2 separate regions of the Anser cygnoides genome follow, and region 2 is linked to region 1. The links are chromatin contacts, called in public Hi-C maps. All regions are on one chromosome and are shown on one strand. The core of a region is the stretch at or near the end of the contact, and the rest is flanking DNA. Distances in the headings are between cores, read along the strand shown. Region 1 overlaps AKT1 (AKT serine/threonine kinase 1). Region 2 holds the start of AKT1 (AKT serine/threonine kinase 1).

Evidence for each region. Hi-C and Micro-C count contacts between places; a contact is called where the count stands out from the background.
Region 2: a Hi-C map of liver shows a contact between it and region 1, with 2.6 times the contacts expected there. The contact joins the promoter of AKT1 here to the enhancer-like site in region 1. A contact is called at or near these places in 2 of 7 Hi-C or Micro-C datasets (both in liver).

What each region holds. Positions count from the first base shown.
Region 1 is chr5:57,673,484-57,679,878 of Taihu_goose_T2T_genome, reverse strand. It overlaps AKT1 (AKT serine/threonine kinase 1), which reads left to right. Exons shown (of 14, transcript XM_066998424.1): 11 at 1,487-1,701. Among named protein-coding and RNA genes, the nearest start is that of SIVA1, 32 kb to the right of the region's middle. Within about 2 kb of position 3,053, at least 1 of the 3 cell types and tissues checked has open chromatin away from gene starts, as enhancers often do. A contact at or near this core is called in liver, where this site is marked.
Region 2 is chr5:57,732,703-57,739,097 of Taihu_goose_T2T_genome, reverse strand. AKT1 (AKT serine/threonine kinase 1) reads left to right here and starts at 3,129. Exons shown (of 14, transcript XM_066998424.1): 1 at 3,129-3,419. LOC125183457 (a long non-coding RNA gene) reads right to left here and starts at 2,686. Exons shown (of 3, transcript XR_007165495.2): 1 at 2,556-2,686; 2 at 1,740-1,946.

The DNA of each region.
Region 1 (6,395 bases), core at 1,804-4,303:
GGTGTGAATCATACGGCAGGGGATGCTGTAAATAGACCAGCGCCGGGTAATCTAATACCTGGCAGCCTTCGGAGTTTTACTGCAGGCCCTTTGCCTCGTTCGGATAATTGGGGGGAATAATTAGTGAATACGGAGAGGCAGAGCGCAAAGGGTTGTTGCGGAGTGTCTCTGCTGCTTTCTTGTGCGCAAAACCTTTCTGAATGTTTGTCAGGGGTTCGGATCCTGCCCTTGTTAAAGGGAAAGCTGTCGATTTCAGTGGTCTCTTTCACCCTTTTAATTTTCAGTGCAGTGTGCTGAATTGGTGCACGGTGGCTGCATGAGCTTTACATTGCTACAAGGAGGAGCACTGGTGGCTTTTACTCTTGGCAATACTAAGCTGTTCAGTGCAGACCTGTGAAAAGACTAAAGATGACAAGTAAAACCTGAGGACAGGATCTGGAATATGAGACTGTCGGTGTCAGCTACAGACAACTGCTTGGGAGACATAAAGTCTAGAGAAGTCCTTGTAACATCCACTCCACAAGCCACGAAACACTCCTACCTCCTCAACAAAGCCTTCGATAGAGAAGACGAGAAACAAAGCGTGACAGCACTTCTGTGGAGCAAGCAGGAGGGAAAAAGGACACTGCTGGGTCCCGAGTCCATGCACAAACTGGGGATTTGTTAGGTGCAAATGCCCAGGGGAAGGGAAAATACCCTGTGCTACACCCCATCTCCTCTGAGAACGGGAAGAAGCTTGCTCCCTGACACTTTCTGCTTAGAAAGCGCAACCCCAAAGTGTTGGAGCTGGTGTGCAAGTGTTCCCCTCTGGAGCGGAGGAAGGGAAATATTACAAGACAGCCTGGCTGCCATTTCACAGCCTTGCAGCCAGTCAGGTGCTAGGAGAGGAGATCTCGCTTAGTGTTTAATGTGAATTAGTCATTTAGCATGCTGTGTGGTCTTTTGTGACATACCCTTTGGGTAGAGGCAAGTTAATATGGAGAGGATCATGCTGTTCAGTTTGTTGCTTCTGAAGGAATAGTAAGTAAGAGCCTGACTGTCTTGTCTTTTCTCCCCAAAATGGCTCCTTGGTGGTGTTTTTTTTTTTCTTTCTTAATGGGATCCCATTTGGAACAGTTTGTGATGAATAAGTGAGAATTTAGCAGCTGGCTGTGTAATGTGAGAACAGACCTTAGCCTTTGGGCTTTCAAAGGTTGTGCTTACAGTGGGCTTAATGGGAAGGGGAGGCTGGGAGGAAGAGGAGAAGGAAGCTGCCATATCATAACACTTTCTCCATTTCCCTCTCTTGCTTACCTAAAATGCTCTCTTTCAATCAGTGACCGTGGTGCCACTTGTTTTTGAGATCATCTGCAGATACTCTGTGTTGATAGACTCATCTGTGAAACTCAAGAACATGAAATTTTTGGTGTAAATTTTGCCTCTTGAGTTCTGCGCTCATTCCTGATTTAGGAATGCCTTCTAAAGCCTTCTCTCTGCCTTTCTGCAGGTGCTGGAAGACAACGACTATGGTCGTGCAGTGGACTGGTGGGGCCTTGGCGTGGTGATGTATGAAATGATGTGTGGCCGGCTCCCTTTCTACAACCAGGACCATGAAAAGCTCTTTGAACTCATCCTTATGGAGGAGATTAGATTTCCACGCACTTTGTCACCTGAAGCAAAATCTCTCTTGTCAGGTTTGCTGAAGAAAGATCCGAAGCAAAGGTGAGGTTGTTGCTTAATAATTGCAATTTTAAGTGCTCGTGTCCTCAGAAATACCAAATAAGAAGAAATCGAGGAAAAAAAATATATTTGTTAAAGCCTTCACAAAAAAAAGATAGCAATTATTCTGTTCAGAGGCGTGTCTGTGAAAGGGAGCTAACTTCAAGCCAAGTGACTTAAAAGTGACTTTCTGCACTGCCATTTAAAAGATCCATATTGCCATCTTTCAGAAACAACTGAAGATGATACTGCACAAAGGGCTATCGAGCGCACGCATGCCAGTCTTTATTTAAAGTTGAGGAAGGTGTTTTGGATGAAATGGTAGTTTTGTTTCTAATCAGGTCACAATTAGCATCCACCAAGAATAGCTGAGATGTAGTAAATGAACCTATTTGTTTTCATTTTAACTTTTGAAACAAGCTGACCCTGCAGGTAGCAACGTGAAGCGATTTTGGTGATCAGGAGGCTGAGCTTTGGAATATGATGGCTGCCATTAACACAAAACTACAGCGTGGAACAATGCAAGTTAACCTTGCTTTTGGTCGTAATTAATCTGATGGCTGCTGTAGGTTATAAGCTCTATGGTGAATGTTCTTGCCTTGTATCCAAGTTCAGGCTGCTTGCTGTAAGCTTTCTGAATTTTCTGTGAAATCTGTGCCCTTGATTTATCATCCTGCTCTGGACAGCAGGTGGTGGTGTTTCTGCCATGGTTGTGGTAGAGTTTATACCATGATTGATCTACTTTTCCCCTTTCCTCCTTTTGCTTTTTTGCTGTTCTTTATTATTTAAAAAGTAACCTTTGACTTAACAACAACAACAAAAACCAAACAACCCTATAATGGCTAACAAACAAAAAATAGAACAGGATCCAAAAATGATGTTGACCTTTGCACCAAGGTAAACATCGGCTTAAGAACCTGCCCTCTTGTCAACTCAGACAGTTTTTAAACAAATAAAAATTGTGACTCTGCCCCTAGTCTCCTGTCCTGAACCTTTCCACCATAAATAGGCCCCAGCTAGGAAGCTTTTCATGTGAGGTGTACTTAGAGTATTTCGATTTGCTTTCTGGTGCGTTCAGTCTGTACGTGTGCATGCACATAGCACAAAAATGGTTCCTTGCCAGTACTTGGATACCTAGAGCAAAGATTTTTATCATCAAAGTGGATTATTCCCATCACTGCTCTTGACAGAAAAGCCTGCGGAGGGGTTTTGTGGTGCAAACCCACAATTTGTAGTAGCAGAGTGTTCAACTCAGCGGTGACACAGGGAACCAGGAGCAGCTGTAGCCAGGAAAGTGGCCAGCCTTGTGCAAGGTGGCAACGGCAGCCTGTCCCTCCTGGAGCAGGCAGGAGCTCCGGTGGGGCCTCCCGGAAAAGGTTGTGTGATAGATTAGCAGGCCCCCCGGGCACTGTGCTCTGCAAATGTGGTTGCAGCCCGTGCCAAGAGGATTCCTGTCCAGGAAAGTGCTGGGTTAAATAGAATTGTGACCCTCTTGTAGCTTATTCAGGTGGGGCCTTTCAATCACTGGAAACACAAGCAGCATCTGCTGTAATTTGTTCTTAAAGGAGCATCTCTGATGAACCAAAATGCAATTTGTTTACAAACAAAGAACGCCCACTTGTTTCTAATTACAAGGTTTTTCCAATGCCAATAATTACTCCACAATATGCTCATTTTATACAAATAGCCACTTCTTCGCATGTATCTTCAGCAGGCTTGGAACTAGCGATGCTCTGATCTGTTGGACAGATGATTTTCATGCTGCTGATAGAAATAACTACAGGCTAGACAAGCCTGCGCACATGCCTGCAGCTTGCTAATTACACTGGTGCCTCCCAAGCTTTTTGGACTGTGGGCCGTTCTTAAATACTGGTTTCTCCCCAGCCACTCTGCACCCAACTTTTTAACTGTGGATAGGATTCTGCAAATCCACTGCTCTGCGTGGGGTTTTCAGGCAGTATGGAGAACTGAGCTGGAAGCATTTCGGGGTGCAAGTCCCGAGTCCCACCCTAGTAGTTTTATGGGTTTTATTGTCAGCTGCTCTCACAGTGTGGTCTGTGTGCTCGGGTGGGCGCCTGGGGTACTTGGTCATTGACTCATAGTGAGATCACGGAGCCACGCTAAAGAAAACCAGCCAGATGGCCACAAAAGTATGTTCAGTGAAAAGTTAAATGATGTGCAGTAGTCCGGTGAACATCAGCCTGTTGATGACGTTCTGCTGGATCACACAACAGTTCCCCCAAAATCCCCTCCTCACCAAAGCCCAGGGGTTGACAGAAGTTGGGGTCACTAATGTCTGTGGCAGGAAACATCGGCGTTGGCAGCATTTTGTTACTGCTGGTGGGACAGAGGGGAGAGCCAACAGCTTGAGGAAAATGAAACTCTGAGATACTCTCCTTTCCAGTAAAATCACCGCCTCCCAAAAAAAGTTGATACGTAAAGTGTAAATTAAATATCAAGGAGCTAGTGAATCGTGGTCTGCATTGGTGAATCAAACCTTACAATTGCCTGCCGGACCTGAGCTAGATGCACAGGAGCAGCACTAGCAGTCTGCTTTCAGTAATGCCAGCTCAGCTGCAACTCCCAGGCATACGGGGGAAGTATGAAGAACAATAAATCGCATTCTGCTTTTAATCATGGCTGTTTTCTAAATTTGGTCATATGTAGAAAATCTGTTTTGTAAGTGAAAAGGAATTTTGAAGTTTCTTTTGGGATTGATATAAGTTTATTAATCTTGTAACGTGAGCCTTAATTTTCCTAAGAAGGAAAAAATCTATTCTACAAACGTCTTTTAATGTGGCCTGCAATTTTCCTTTGCTGCTTTGTGACATACATCAAAAGGAAGGGGTAATCACAGCATATTTCTACACATAAAACAGCATTTTTTCCCCCTAATTTTTACTATTCTTTCTCTGGCTCTGGGGACTGCGACCTGTGAAGGTGGGCATGGCTCGGAGCGCTCTGTGCAAGGGGGCTGAGTTCAGGTGGGTGGCAGTGTATGAGACCAGCAGAGTGTCTCACAAGTGCTGAATCTTGGCAGGTTTTAAACCAGAGGGAACTCCAACACTGCTTTCTCTGAATTTTGATTGTGTCTGTTCCTACTGCATGCCGTAGTGCTCCCTGCCATGGGGCAGGCTGGCCTCTGGAGTTGAGCCTCTTTCAGATGGGTTTGTCACCAGCTGCTTCATTTGCTTCTTTCTCTGATGGTGCCGTGGGACCTCACCATGCAGGACGAGCGAGAGGAAGAAGGTGCAGCATTTCACAACCCCCGTTGAAAGGTCGGATGACTGCACGGAGTCGGAGCTGTTGCTTGGCTTTGGAGGGCTGAGGCTGCTCTCTGGTAACTGGTGGTGGGTCCCAGCAGCGACGCGGAGATCCAGCACTTCATTCATTTTAGTGGTGGTGGCTCTTCCCACAACCAGAGTGCAACCTTGGCCGCAGGAAGAGTGGGGTCAGTCAAGCCTCTACCTGCATGAAACCCAAACTTTTTTCCCCGTGGAAGGTGGTGATTAGTAGTTGAGGTGTGTCTGCTCGCTCTGTCAGGCTCTGCTACGTGGAGGACTGACAGCTCGAGCGAACCTGCTCTCCGACCCAGCAAGGCCTGCAGCCTCTGCTGGAGTTGGAGGAGGTGGAGGTGACAACTGTAGGGCTGCAGGGGCCAGAGGAAGCCCCAGCTGGCTGGGGCAGGCAGGAGGCTGCCTGCTTGTGCTGCGTTATGCTTCTCGTATAGCTGGGCCTCTTCTGCAGCAGGCTTCAGCCTTGTGGGCATCCAGAGCTTGGACACTGCAGGGTCCTGGGTATCTCCTACGCTGAAGATGCTCATCAAGTCCTCACACACAACTCACCAGGTGCTGTTCAGGGAGAGATGTGGCTGTTGGATGTGATGGTGTTGGTGTAAATCACCTCAGCGCCAACTTGTCCAGGCCCAGTTCGAACGTGAGTTGGGGCACACTCAAGCAGCTCACCCATAAGAAATCTGACCCGAGGCTGAGGAAAACATCAAAGGCAACTCTCTTTTCCCACCAGATTTCTAGAAATCAGTGATGTAGAAACTTCCCAAGCCTCAGCTTCCTCAAACGTGACTGCTTTGTGGTTGCCTACCAGTGCTGGGGGTGGGAGCCGGATGGGCCCCGTCCGTGTCACACGCGTGTGGCTGGGGAAGGAGCGGGGAAGTGAGGCTCAGCGCAGGGCTGGGAGCTGCTTTCCAAGCTCTTCACCTTTGAACAGGAAAGCCCCCAAAGACTGTGTATTCGTGGCCTTTTCCTCCCAAGCTGGGAGTTACAAATGCTCCGTGCTGCCAGCAGTGGCCACAGGGAAGCGACGTAGGTGCAGTTCCTAAATGCTTGCACACGACTGACTGCTGCAGGGCTCCGAGGGCAAGGACCATAACCCGGTACGTTACTGGTCACCTTCCTGGCTGTGTCAGAGGAGGGGAAATAAGCATCTCTGTGCCCCAGAACACAAACAGCTTTTGCTGAGATGATTTTCCTGAGCCCAGTGGGTGTATTTACACCGCTGAAGAACCACTTTTGGGGTTGGGGGGGCAGTAAGAGAAATCATGTGAAAACAAAGCGGCAACCCAAATCTGGAGCCCAAAGCGGTGACTGTTTCCATCTGAGGCCAGTGCACGTGCGAATCTATAAACAACAGAAACCCGTAACCCAGAAGTACGGCCGTCTTCTCACGTGAGGATTCAC
Region 2 (6,395 bases), core at 1,880-4,379, 59 kb before region 1:
ACTTTCAATTTGCATACTTATTAAGATGGATTTTTGCCTAAGATCAAACCTGAGCTGTTCATTTAAAAACTTTTAATGCCTAGACTGAAATACTGTAACCCTAATGGGATCTCATACAGTCTTTTCCCTTGAGTACAGCCCACCTTTTAAAAAGGGAGGTACAAATTCCCTGTTGGACCATAAATGTGCTGCTACTACTTGCAGTAATAGAACAGAACTTGTTCTACTGGTGGTGAACTCAATAATTCCACTTCATCTTACCGTGCTATTCTTTCTTTTTATACCTGACTGGGTAAAAAACATTTTTTATCCAAAGCTGCGTAATTTAGACATTTTAAAATAACTTGAAAAGTGACATCAAATTATACGTTACCTATATATCTGTTAAAAATGGATGGGAACAGGAGTGCCTGTTCTTCTGCTGTGGTATTGATACAGGGTCTAGGAATCAACCATTCTTTGCCACTAACCCCTGTGTTCAGTATCTTAGGGTAATACAACACCAAGGAACAGTGATGCACCTTATCCTGAACCATTTAAACTAGAGTAAATAGATGTGAAATTTGAGGAAGCGCTCAGGGAAATCTAGGGACTTCCCTCAAAATTAGGGTTTATAGACTATAATCCCATTGATGATAACTGAATGATAAAGCCTGCATTGTTTGCATTTATAACAATTCTTGAGTGATTTCATTGTTCTCAGAGAAAAGAAGGCCTGCTTTTGTTCATTGTTGATACAAAGTCACTCTTGCTGCAGACCACACTTCCTACTTTACCTGGGTATTTTTATCCACAGTACTTTGCTGTGTTTGAGAGACAAGCCTTACTCCAGACTCCGAATCTAACTCCCCCTTCAAATTTGGGGAATGTCGGGTCCAGATCGGGATCCAAACTTTCTGGTTTGGGTCTGTCTTTCATCACGGTAAATCAACAGTCGGCAAATCTAAACAATCTGTTCGCGTTGAATTTTTTTTTTTAATTGCACTTCCTTTTTAGCAAACAACAGAGGTTTATTTTCTTCTCTTCAGGACTGAAATCTATGTTTACCATATGACCTTATTTTTAAAACTGCTGCTTCATTTGCAGGGGGGAAGTCCTAATGACCTTGCTCACCACGCAGCCTGGGAGCTTATCAATCAGAACAGAGTTTGGCAGGAAGGCAAGAAAGCTCTCCTGCAATCAGATCTGTTACCAGAGATCCCCCTGCCTATACAAAAGTGTCTTACAGCCCTGAAGTCCAGTATTTACACTCTATTGCTAAATGTAATTGCAGGCTGAAGACTCAAAATTAGCTCATAACAAAAATAAAAGAAAATAAACCATTTAAGTTATCTATATATTGTCTTAACTGCAAGCTTTGCACACTTACAAATAATTTCCTTTTAAAGATATCTTTGGTACCTACCTACATTTTAGTCTACACTTAATATTCTGAGCTTAATGCATGTTATGTAGAAATGTGATTACAATCCCAGAGAGTTTGTTACAGATTTTTCCTTCCATTACCTTCGCATATTATTAGGGTGTGGACAGTTCTCTCAGCCATTTCATTCTGCCCTCACACCAATACAAATCTTTGCACTGACAGTAGATGCGGATCTGACCCTACATTAGGCAATTAGGCCTGTACGGGGGGGGGGGTTTGCTTCTTCTGTTAAATTACCCGAACGTTACATTTTTAAAACTGTGCTGAAGCATGCTTTCCTAATCCTAAAGGAGAGCTACAGAAAATGCCATACCGGTGAAGCAGTTCATCCAGGAGGAAATGGTCTGTTTGCTGGCGGGTAAGGAAGTCTCATTCTTTCTCCCTCCATCCTGAAGAAGAGCAAACCCTTTCCTCCTCTTTCTTGTCACTGGCTCCTCTAGTGCACTGATGTACGCAAAATCCAGCGATCCATTTGGTACTCAGAAAACTCGTGGTGGATATGGTAATTCGGACAGACCCCCTAGTTGATCAAAATGGAAGAAGAAAAAATTAAAATGTGAATATCAGTAAACACCCATAATCATTCAAATGGCATGGTGCAGAAGCCTCTTATTATATTAAATAGATTTGCTGCCAGTGTAAATGCAGAGTCGTATTCCCCAGCTTTACTGCTGTAAACACATTTTATGCACCTTTATTTTGTTAACAGTGCAACGCTGTGGGAAGATGTGCCATTTTCTAAATTCTAACTAGCTTCCAATTACAGAAACGCGATCATCAGTGATCGTACATTCCTGAACAAATCAAATCATCCTTACAGCCCAGTTAGAGTTTATGGCACTGTCAATTAGAAAATAAACAAAATCCCTTAATGAGTAAACAGGGCAAATTTTGATACTGGAAGCACAGAGAAAGAATAAATCTGTCAAAGCCATTTCCGCAACATCGTTTTTTTTCTCAGAGCAGAGCGGCTCTTAAAGCCTGACAAAATATTGCCTTGCCGCAAGCAATAGTTTGAGTCACTCCAGCAATTTGGGGCGTTTTGGGGCGTTTTGGGGTATTGCTGCTGACAGAAGGGCGGCCTAGAGAGAGGCGGCAGCCAGATTCATGGGCCTGGCTGCTGTCCTACCTGAGCCCCTGGGCAACTGCTCGGCCCTTCTGCACCTCGCAGCCCACCTGCTGTGGAAAAGGGTATTGAAATATCCTCAAAGACACCGTGATACCCCATTATTTGATCGATCAGTATTTAGTAGGCGCAGGGAATGCCTGTGTGCGTAGCGTGTGCGTGGATTTGTACTTTATGGTTTCGGGGAAGCCTCACAAAGCCGCCCCGGTGCTGCGGTGCTGAGGTGACACAGAATTGTCGAGGTTGGAGGGGACCCTGAGGCGATCCTGTCCGACCCCCCCCCGCTCGGGCAGGGTGACATCCATGTCACACAGCACCCTCTTCCCCACAGGCCGAGGTGCCACGAGGCCGCCGGGCCTCTCCCCACGGCTCCCTCGGCAGCCTTGCATTTTGGGGCTAATTATCAGCATTTCGGGAAGCCCGGCCGCCGGGCGAGGATTACGGACGGGGAAGGGGGGGGGGGGCAAGGAGGCGGCAGCGCGGATACCCGCGGCTCCCTGAGGTGTGTGTGTGGGGGGGGAAGGCAGGCGAAAGGCAGGGCTGCTCCTCCCGGCCGGAGGCGGAGCGGCGGGGGAGGCAGGCGGGCAGGGAGGCCGGCAGGCAGCCGGAGCGGCTGTGCGAGCCCCGTGGGCCTGCGAGAGGGGGAGGAGGAGGAGGAGCCGCCGCCCCGCCGCCCGGGGATGGTGAGGAGGAGGAGGCGGCGGCTGCCGTGAGCCCGGTTAGGCCTTTAGAGCTCGGCACCCGCCGGAGAGCCCGCCCGGCCCGGCCGGCTGCCCCCTTTCCCTCCCCCCTTTTCCCTTCCCCTCCCCGGCTCCCTTCCCCGGCCGCCGCCGCCCTCCCATCACCTCCTCCCCGGGCTCCAGCCATGTAAGTGCCCCGCTCCCCCGGGTGGGAAGGGCTGGGGGGGGGGGGGGGGGGGAAGGAAGCGCCGGGGCCTGCTCCGCCGAGCCGAGCCGAGCCGAGCCGTGCGGGGCCGGGCAGGGGAGGTGGGTGTCGGGGTGAGGCTGGGGGGGCGCCCCCCGTTGTCCCCCGGCTCCCCCGCCTTAGGCCGCGGGGGCGGGCTGGGGGCTGCCGCCGCCCCTCCGCCGCCCAGCCCCGGGGCCGCCGAGCTGGGGGGGGGGGGGGGGGGTGGGGTGAGGTTTTTTTGGGGGGAGGTTTTAGGGGGGGCTGCGGCCCGGCCAGGGTCGGTGGAGCCGGCCTGGGGGGGGGCTCGGGGCGAGCAGGAAGCTGCTGGCTTCCCCCAGGGGGCGGTGGGTGGAAGCGTGGCGGGGTGGGGGGCTCCCAGCGGGCTCCCCCCCCCCCCCCCCCGCACAGCGCCGCCGGGGGTCGGGACCTGCCCGAGCATCCCTGGAGGGAAATGGTGGGGGGGGGGGGGGGGGGGGGGGGGGGGGGAGAGGGGAAATGCGGGGGGCACGGGTTATTTCTGAAAGTGTGGCAAATAAAGTAGCCGAGAGCTCCTCCGCCCCCTTCCCCTCCGTCTCCCCCCCCGCCCCCGTTTTCTGCCCTTATCTTTTGTGGCAGCCCCGCGCCGCTTTGCAGACCACCGAGTGTTTGCACGCGGGGGGGTGGTGCCCCCCACCCGTGTCTGCAGGTCCTCGGGCAGCCTTTCTGCAGCCGATTTCCCCCCCCCCCCCCCCTTTTTCTATTTGCAGACCTGTAGGGTGCTGTCTGCAGGTGCCCCCTCGCCCCATCCTGCTCCCCCTTCCCCCCCAAAGGTGAAATTCTGCAGTTGCTGAGATGTTCCTGGAGACTTCTAGGACTTTTACTTCTCTTTCTTTGCAGAACACGCAGTTCTAATAGAGTACATGAGCACGCTGAGACTTCTTACATGTTTTACGGTGTGATACTGATGCTAGTGCAGATTACACCGTATTGGGGTTCCCCCCCAGCCCCTTAAGCCCTTTGGAAAGTATTTAACTATTTTTCTTTCCGCTTTGTTTTCCTACCATCCCGAACAGATAAGAAGCAAATCCGTGATTTGCTCTTGTTTGTTTTATTTATTTGTTTTGTTTGTGCCAGGGGAGGGATGTACATTTCAAAATACAGTTATAAAGGGGAGTTACTAACACTTAATTCAGGAGAATATTTGTTTACAGGTAAATAAATTTGACATACTTCATGACTAGTAATTATTTTTTTGTAGTAGCTAATTTCCTGATGACAGCCACAACGTTTGTCTGAGTTAATAGATTTAAAGACGCTGTGGAACTACCTTTGATTTTTTTAAATAGGAGGGTTTTCATCGTGTATGACGTTTATAGAGCTGGTTTTGGTGCCCAGCAGTGATAAATCAAATGGAAGAATTGATCCAGTGGCCGCAAGTAACCTGTAGCTCCAGCACTGGGGTTTGGTGGCTTGTAAAAATGACCCATAAGTGATTACATTAAGGGTTCAAATAGGTTCGAAACTGTCTTGGTTTGGGGAGCTGAACAAAACTTCTGTTATAAAGACTTTAAAATGGAATTTGATTAAATGCATCTTAAGTTGGTGCAGAAGTTCTGAGCAGCACAGTTCTTAAATTATTTGAGTGTAAACTGTAAAAGGACTTGTTCTTGCTTTGGAACATAAAGAGGATTTTGTCTCTGTCTTTGACAGAGAGAGTATGAAGAGGTTTCTTTTCTGCCATCGCTTGGTTTTGAAATACGCAGCTTCGTTTGTCCTATCAAACCGTAGTTGTGGTTGCAGCTTGGGCAGCTGAGTGTCGTAACTCCGGCCCCTCACCTGAACAAAATTAACCTCCTGACTATTGATTAGTAAAGACAAATTACAGCTTTGTGTGCCTAGATTACGCTGACAGATTGAAAGAAAAGTGGAAGTGACTTTAGAGATTTTTATTTTCTTCTCCAGTTACCATTTTTTCTACTGCTCTTAGCATCAGAGGAGCATTTCCAAGCCTAGCGATAAGCAGCACAAGCAGTCACGAAATACCTGTTTGGATGCGGCGTTGTTCTAAGATGGGCTAGGAGCAAACACTGGTGACCACGCCTAACTCAAGGCCCTCAGTGCAATTTTGTAAAGTAAGCTAAGATGCTGGAACTGCTTGGTCCTGGGCTTTCTTGAAAGCTGCCTGCCCAGATTTGGTAACTGGGTCATGGTGCGAAGCTGCTGTGAGTTCAGAGGGCCTGGGGTGCGCTGGAAGCAGCGCTGCTCCTGCGAAACACCGAAGGTAGGATTTGCATAATGCAGGAGATGTACTTCACCGGTCAAAGCCTGGTGGGGATACCTCTCTGCACGCTCTACTTAAAATGTTGGCTGGAGCCCAACTTCGTTGTGTGCCTGTGCAGTTTAGATGCAGTTGGCTGTGAGCTCAAAATGAGATGTGAAAGAGCGCAGGTTACTCTGATATCACATGTCATGGGCCCAAACACACACGTCTCTGCTCCCCTGCAGTTCTTATATGACCTGTCTACTCTTGTGACCGTGTCCTGTGGCCGAGGCAGGCAAACAGGCAGCTGGATCCTTCTTTGAGCCATCCTGCTGTGGTCCTGATCTGGGCTGATGGGCACAGCCAGCTTGCCAGCTGATCTGGACAGGATCTGGTTGGATCTGGTGGATCTGGTCCTCCTTCGAGCGAGGCTTTCTCTCCTTCACAGAGATGAAGTAATTACCAGAGATGCTCCTGCATCCCCTAAGCTTAAGTTTCAGCGTTATGGAAGAATTCATTTTCTTCCTGCTCTCCTTTAGGGTTTGGATAGAAAGGAATATAAAATTTCACCTTGGAAGGAGGGCGAGGAGGACAGATTCATCTCAGAGGGGTTTGGAGGCAGAAGGATGCAAACATAAGTAGAAGAGCCAAAAGAGAAGGAACTCTCCCAAATACGGAAAAAGATGGTTCAGCTCCAC